2 separate regions of the Sus scrofa genome follow, and region 2 is linked to region 1. A link is a contact called in public HiChIP or PLAC-seq data. All regions are on one chromosome and are shown on one strand. Each heading gives the region's core, a stretch centred on a gene start, on an enhancer-like site or on the middle of the called end of the contact. The rest is flanking DNA. Distances are from core to core; before and after follow the strand shown.

Region 1 (3,961 bases), core at 697-3,196:
GGGTGGGGAGTGGAAAAGGAAGCAGAGGGACTTTGGCAATGGAATGTCACTGAGGCAAGGGAGCCAAGGGTTCCGGCAGTTACATCTAGTCAAGCAAAGATGAGAGGAAAGGACAGGAAAAAAGCCATGCCAAAAGGAAAGTGATCAGGGACTTTCTCACCCTCAAGAGAAAAGGAAAGACAGATTGTGGGTCTCGAAGTTTAGCACTGAAATGCAAGCATTGGGATACTTCTGGGGAGTGTCTGAGAGCTTTTCTAGGGGTCCTAGTTGGGGAAGGCATATATGGGCATTGATTTAATATTCATCCTTTTCTTCCACACTCATCATTTCTGACATCATCTAAAAGAAATTAGTCAGTATTCATGTTGCATCCTTAAGGGATGTACAATAGAACCATCCAGACTCTGTTCTCCTGTTCTATTGGAATGAAATATTAATTAACTTAATATGTATTTTGGATAATTACCAGCTGGCAGATATTGGAAACTTCTCCCACAGATATGTTTTTCTGGATATGTGCTATTGGTTCCGGGATTTTTTTTTTTTTTGGTCTTTTTGCCTTTTCTAGGGCCGCTTCCATGGCATATGGAGGTTCCCAGGCTAGGGGTCCAGCCGGAGCTGTAGCCACCAGACTACGCTAGAGCCACAGCAACGCCAGATGAGCCGAGTCTGTGACCTACACCACAGCTCACGGCAATGCCGGATCCTTAACCCACTGAGCAAGGGCAGGGATCGAACCCACATCCTCATGGTTCCTAGTCGGATTCGTTAACCACTGCGCCATGACAGGAACTCCGGTTCGGGGATTTTTCTGTGACAAAATTAAAATTCTAGTTTCACTGTCTGCCTTGTCACCCAGTTAGTATCCTGCCATGTGGCCTAATGGGCTCTTAATTGGTATGTGCTCAGAATGTGTAAGCTCATTTTATCATTAGACTAAGTAAAATGTATGGAGGAAGATGGATTTAAAAATAACTCATTCCAAAGTTCAGTCGGATATAGATAGATCATCCATTGTTTGGATATAACTGTCTTCCTGGAAAACCTTAATGACCCAATTCCACATGAAATAATTTTAACTCTTGTATTGGGGGCTTAGGAAACACCTTTGTTTCAGAAGAGCCACAATCTGTCTCTATTGTCCTTGGGGTCAAACCACCTGGGTTTGCATCCTGACTCTGCTACCCACCAACCAACTCTGTGACTTTAGGCAAATCAAGGAACCTCTTGTGACCCAGCCTCATTAGATGAGGATAATGATACCTATTGGAAAGGCTCATTACATGAGATGATAAATGTGTTTAATTAATAATGTATGCGAAACCCTTAAAGGCTTTTTGAGGATGGTGAAACTTGAATCTTTCTGTTATCAACTGCGCAAAAGTTTTATTAACTTGGGTGCCTATGAGTTTAATAGAGGAAGTCCGGACTGGGATTCCGGAGTCTTGAGTTCTTTGACTGCCATATAGCACCGGGATTTAAGAGAACGTTAAAAAAAAACAACAAAAAACACCGAATCTCCTTTGGCTTTACTTTTTCCTGTTTCTCAGTAGGCTATAGTGGCTACGAAGGGCCTGGAAACCTAAGGTTGTGTGCCTTAGCTTTTGCGAGAGCTTAAGGCAGAGCACAGTCTCTCGCAAAATTAGCGGCAGAGACCTGCGTGCGAGAGAAATGCTAGCCCCGGGGCGCCTCTAACTTCCAACCCGGGGAGCAATCCAAACCCGGAGGCCGGCGGGGGAGGGGGATCTTGAGGTGGCGGTGGGATGGGAGCGGATGCTCCCCGGTCGGCTTGGACTCTCGCCAGCAGCAACCGGAGCCGGAGTCGAGTTGAGCCCAGCGGCGAAGAGGGACGCGCGCCTCCGGGCCCAGAGGAGTTAGGTGACGTCACCTCCAGGAGGACTCGCTTTTTCATTAATGAAACCGGCCGGCGCGGGCGCATGCGCGGCAGGCCCCCTTCCCTCTCGCTTCCCCCTCCCCTTTCCCAGCCGCGCTCTCAATCTCGAGCTCGCTCGCTCTCCCTCTCCCCGGGCCGTGGAAAGGATCCCACTTCCGGTGGGGTGTCATGGCGGCGTCTCGGACTGTGATGGCTGTGGGGAGACGGCGCTAGTGGGGAGAGCGACCAAGAGGCCCCCTCCCCTCCCCGGATCCCCCCTCCCCGCCCCCCCTCCCCCCAGCCTCTTCGCCAACGCCCCCTTCCCCTCTCCCCTTCCCGGTGGGGCGCAGGCCCCCCATCCCCACCCCCGTGGGAACGTTCGGAGCCTACACTCCTCAGACCCCCTCCTTGTCTCTCCCCTCACCTCAGCCCCCGCTCCCCGCCCTCTTCCCGGCCCTGGGCGCCGGCCGCCTGGTCCCTCCGCCGCCCCCCGGTCGCGGGGAGGACATGGCCGCGCACAGGCCGGTGGAATGGGTCCAGGCCGTGGTCAGCCGCTTCGACGAGCAGGTAACGGGCCCGTGGCAAGCGGGAGGTGGGAGCGGAGTGGGGGTGGGGACGGAGTGGGTGAGGGGAGGAAGGAGCGGCCGCCTCCCCCGCGGCTGCCTCGGGCTCCAGAGGAAAGGCTGGGGGGATAAGTGGGGGTGGCCTAGGGGGAGGTGCGGGGAAGAAGGGGACGGCTGGTGGCTCGGGCTCCCCTTCCCTCCTAAGTCGGGGGGGTGGGGCCTTTTCCCTCACCACCCCCCCGACCCTCCATCCTCTTTATCCCAGCCCTTCCGCTTGCTAATAGGGATGAGTGACCTGGGGGCGCTTTCTGGGGCTCTCCATCTGGATTTAATCATCCCCTCTTACTTTTTTTTTTTTCGTTGACGGAGCTGGGTAACATTTAGGGGTTTCCTCTTATTCAGTGGTCCTCCTAACTGGGGGAAAGTAGCTGAAGGAACCCCAAGGCCCGACCTGTGTACCCCCAATGGAAGAACAGTAACATCTCGCCCCTCCCCCAGTTTCTTTAGCTTCCTCTCTTGGAGGGGAAGACTGGAAGAAAGCAGGGAAAGCATAGGTTTTCTTACTTTCTGCTCCATCGTCTCAGCCCGCCCGGAGAGCTCCAAGTGCACACACACTGCACATCTTTTTGATGCCCTACGCGGGCGTCCCCCCAAATCCTGATGATACCAGGCTAGCTTTTACATTGCTTTTGGCAGTGGAAACCTTGGTTCTAGTTCCCCCCTCCCTCTGAAATATTTTCTTTTTTCCCCCTCTTCTTTGGTAGTTGCAGTCTCCACCTCCCACCCCACCCGCGTTTTTTGCCAGCGGTCTGAGAATGTGAATATTGCTTTCTGTAGTGGGAATCTTGGGGATTAAGGGGAGGAAAGTGAAAGGAAAGTGGGAAACTGCATCTGAGCCACTGACAACAGCAAGCAAAGACAGCTGGGAAGTGGTCCTGGAGCTGGTAATTCTGCTAGTGTTTTGTTTTTGTTTTTAGCTCTCACCTCTTGGTTGACGAGAACTTTCATTGAGAATATTTGAGATGGGAAAAAAAAAAGTTTCATAGTTTGGGGAGATGCCTTTTTATTCCCTTAGCTTCAAACTCTAAATCCTGGGGCTGATTGGAATGAATGCACCCATGGCCTTTTGTCAGTAGGATTTAGTTTAACTTTGTGTTGATGTATGTAGGTAGTTAGGGATGGTCTTAGGGGATGCTTTTTGCAGCTGCAGTTCTACCATGGGCTTCCTGTGATGAGGAACTGCTTAAGATTGAGTCAATCTATTTTGTTTACTGGATATAATCATAAGACTGATTATGAGCTGAATGGAGGTGGGAGGAGGGCTCCACTTTTACTTGATCCATAAACATTTTCTTGCAGTGTTTCTGAACTAACCAAAAAGTATTTAGGAATACGCAGAGGAATTGAGAAAAAATTTGAGAAGAAGCTACTGAGATAAAATAGAATTATGAAGCTGTCAGAGAATTGAAGGAGTTCTTTCACCCATCCTTCTGCTTCCAAACCAAAAAGTATCTAAACCACTGTG
Region 2 (3,961 bases), core at 637-3,136, 400 kb before region 1:
TCAGGATCAACCCTGTCCTGACTGTGGCTCCAGCTGCCCTCTCCGGGGCTGAGCCGATGAGGCTGGCGAGGCATGGGCGGGGAATGGGGGAGGCACCGGGGGCAGGTCCTCGTGGTGTCTGCTCCTCAGCAGAATGGCTGCTCGTGACCTTCCTGCCACACTTTGGAGGAAGCACGGTTCCGGGTACTGGAGGTCAAGAGGTGACCCTGGAGAGGGCGGCCATGTGGGGTGGATGGGTCCCCCATCTAATGGAGAAGGAGCCTGAGGTGACATGTTCTGACCTCGAGACCACGGTGGAGGCACCAACAGGCCCAGCTGGGGCCCCTGCAGAGGTGGGCTTGAGTGTGGCGCCCCAGCAGCACGGGCCCTCCAGCACCTGCTGTCCCCACCCTCACCTGGGAAGGGCTCCGTCAGCCCAGGCTCTGCAGGGCCTCTGGGGAAGCCCTTGCTGGGAGCTGGGAGAGGATCCTACAGCAGGATGGGGGGCAGGGACCAGGATACGGAAACCTGGGCGGGGGGCTGCGTGCCGCCGCCTCCCCAGTGCTCTCCGTGGGCCCCTCCCTCTTCTGGGGGGCAGGGTGGGAATCAAGGCACCTCCCTTCTTGGCCATGTCTTCTGGGGACACTTGGCAAGTGGCCTCAGCCTCCCTGAGTCTCAGTTCGGTATATGGCGTGGGGATGATAAAGTTCTCAGGGTTCAAACGCGTCTTCCCTGACGGGGCCTCCACACAGGCGGTGAAAAGGCGCAGAGGCGGCCCTTTGCACCCCACACACCAGGGACAGCCCGGCTCCCCGCTTACTCCTGAGATGGTCCCTCTGGAGACACCCTTGACCTGCTCCTGCCTAGTGGACTCACTCCTTGGGGAGCAGACACCTCCCCCAGGAGGCCCTCCCTGCTGCCCCCAGGCTCCTAAGGATGCTACAGGCTTCTAGCATCCACAGGGGGCCTGACGGGGTTCAAGCTCTCTCTAAGCACTCCCCACTTAAACCTTACCCCAGCCTGGGCGATGGCTCAAGGAGCATCCCCCCCCGCCCCCCGAGGAAACAGGCCTAGAGAGGTAAGGTAACTTCTTTGAGGTGACTCAGCTAATTAATGGCTGAGCCCAGGGAGTAAGTGCCCCCAGCTGCCATGCTGGGTTGTTGTCCTCCCCAGAAGCTCCGTTTACCTCTTCTTTCATACAAACACACCATCACTCTTTGTTGTTGGTGGTGGTTTTTTAGGGCTGCCCCTGTGGCATATGGAAGTTCCCAGGCTAGGGGCCCAATCCGAGCTGCAGCTGCCAGCCTACACCACAGCCACAGCAACGCCAGATCTGGACCTACCCGCAGCTTGCAGCAACGCTGAAGCCTTAACCAACTGAGCGAGGCCATGGATCCAACCCGCATCCTCATGAAAACCAGTTGGGTTCTTAACCCCCTGAGCCGCAGTGGGAACTCCACACATCATTGCTCTTGTAGTGACTACTTATGCCCTTCTCCCCACCACCCAAAGCACAAAGAACGGCGCAGGTGTTCTACGGAGGGGGCTCAGGAACCGCTGGGATTCACACATCCTCATGATGCTGGCTCGCCCCCTCCAGCCCTGACAGGTGCTGGGGAGACAGGCGTGGGGCAGATGTTGTGTCAGGGTCGCCCCATCTGGCACTTCTGCCCTTCTTGTGCCCTTTGCGATGCCTCTTCCACCCTCCACCGCCTGCAAGAGCTCTTTCCTCAGAGACCCAGCGCTGACCTCCCCCCACTGAGGCCCCCTGCAGCCCCGGAACTCACCGGGTTCATGTAGGGAGCCTGGGCGCCGCTGAAGGCCATCGCTCCACCGCCTCTGTGACCACTGCCTGCCGCTCTGCACGCCCCGGCCTCTGCACCGGGGAGGAGTTAACAGAGAAATAGAAAGCAAAGCCACTTGGCAGTCAGTCAATGGGGAGGAGCCAGGAGCAGGAGGAAGTGGGTTTAGGGAGAAAGGTAGGGTGCTTAGGATGAGGGCGGAGGGTGGCTCTGGGGAGGGACGTGGGTGCTCCTCCCCCAGTGCCCTTTCTCTCCACTGACCTGTGGCTCCCCCCGGAGACCAGATAGTTCCTAGAGGTTCAGGTAGGGCGCCTACAGAGATCCCAGCACACGGACACCGCAGCAAGCTCCTAGGCCCCACCGTCCAAGAGGGTTCTCCTGAGCTTGGCCAGAAGTGACTAGAAAACAGCAGGGCCACTTGGCAGGGCCCATAGGGCCGGGCTCTGCCTGTGTGTGGAGTGGTGGTAGTGCTGTGAAGGCCTGGTGGTACCCATTTTCTGCACAGGGAAACTCAGGCTCAGAGAGTTGAAGGGTCATGCCTGAGGTCACACACACACATAGAGCTCACTAGTGGCAGCCCAAGCCATATGAGGCTACTTAGGGTCTGAAAAAGGTTTAAAAGTCATCCCCTTTAAAATTCTGTTCCTCAGAATTCCCGCTGTGGCTCAGAGGTAAAGAACCCTACTTAGGAGTTCCCGTCGTGGCGCAGTGGTTAACGAATCCGACTAGGAACCATGAGGTTGTGGGTTCGATCCCTGCCCTTGCTCAGTGGGTTAACGATCCGGCGTTGCCGTGAGCTGTGGTGTAGGTTGCAGACGTGGCTCGGATCCTGCGTTGCTGTGGCTCTGGCGTAGGCTGGTGGCTACAGCTCCGATTGGACCCCTAGCCTGGGAACCTCCATATGCAGCGGGAGCGGCCCAAGAAATAGCAACAACAACAACAAAAGACAATAAAGACAAAAGACAAAAAAAAAAGAACCCTACTTAATATCTGTGAGGACGTGGGTTCGATCCCTGGCCTTGCCAAGTGGGTTAAGTATCTGGGATTGCCATGACCTGCGGTGTAGGTCATGGGTATGGCTCGGATTCCATGTTGTGTGGCTGTGGCGTAGGAAGGCAGCTGCAACTCTGATTCAGCCCCTAGCCTGGGAACTTCCATATGCCACAGGTGTGCCCCTGGGGGAAAAAAATGCTGTTCCTCATGTAAAAAAATAATTACATTGGAGTTCCCTGGTAGCTCAGCAGGTTGAGACTCCAGCACTGTCACTGCTGTGGCACAGGTTCAATCTGTGGCCCAGGAGCTCGCACATGCTGCAGGCATGGCCTAAAAAAAATCATGTAGAAAGAAATGTTTTGCCAGTAAAAAAGCTCATGGTGGAGGTTATGCCGCCCTTGGGTGCAATATGTCCTGGAGCTTCTCTATGAATTCCTGCCTCTCTTCTCTCCTTCCTCTCCTCTCTTCTCTCCCGTGTTTCTGGGCTTTAGAATGGGGAGCAGGGAAGTCTCGGACATCCTAGAACTTTCCAAGTGATGTGGAGGCAGGAGCAACATAGTAAATAAACTGTCTTTCATTGGCTTCAGCACCTTGTGAAGGGTGATTGACTGAAACAGAGACTCAGGATAGGCTGGGTCAGAGTGGGGAGAGGGACACAATGACAAGAGACTTCCCTGAGGCCAAGCGGGTCCCCACCCTGTGCAAGAGAGGGCTGGATGGCAAGCCTGGATGCTCAGTGGGGAGCAGATGTCTGGGGCCCCGAGTGTGTTGGCACCCCACCTTCTTCTTACGCTTGCCTGGGTGCGCCAGGATCTGCAGAGACTGACTTCTTGAGATGTTCCCATAGAGTGAGCCACAGCCCTCTGTCCACCCTCCATCCCCACTGGAACCTCCACATGCTGCAGATGTGGCCCTAAACAAAACGAAACAAGCTAGCATTCCCCTAGTAGCCTAGCAGTTAAGGATACGGCGTGGGGCGTTCCCGTCGTGGCGCAGTGGTTAACGAATCCGACTAGGAACCATGAGGTTGCAGGTTCGGTCCCTGCACTTGCTCAGTGGGTTAACGATCCGGCGTTGCCATGAGCTGTGGTGTAGGTTGCAGACGAGGCTCGGATCCTGAGTTGTTGTGGCTCTGGAGTAGGCTGGCAGCTACAGCTCCAGTTAGACCCCTAGCCTGGGAACCTCCA

What was found. HiChIP or PLAC-seq counts read pairs in DNA pulled down with a chosen protein or histone mark.
Region 2: a contact with region 1 is called in an H3K27ac HiChIP or PLAC-seq map of alveolar macrophages. The contact joins the promoter of LGALS9 here to the promoter of NF1 in region 1. A contact is called at or near these places in 2 of 2 datasets of contacts at active chromatin or transcription factors (alveolar macrophages and skeletal muscle).

The regions. Positions count from the first base shown.
Region 1 is chr12:43,752,190-43,756,150 of Sscrofa11.1, reverse strand. It overlaps NF1 (neurofibromin), which reads left to right and starts at 1,946. Exons shown (of 59, transcript XM_021067460.1): 1 at 1,946-2,440. The coding sequence starts at 2,381.
Region 2 is chr12:44,153,115-44,157,075 of Sscrofa11.1, reverse strand. It overlaps LGALS9 (galectin 9), which reads right to left and starts at 1,886. Exons shown (of 11, transcript NM_213932.2): 1 at 1,767-1,886. The coding sequence starts at 1,805.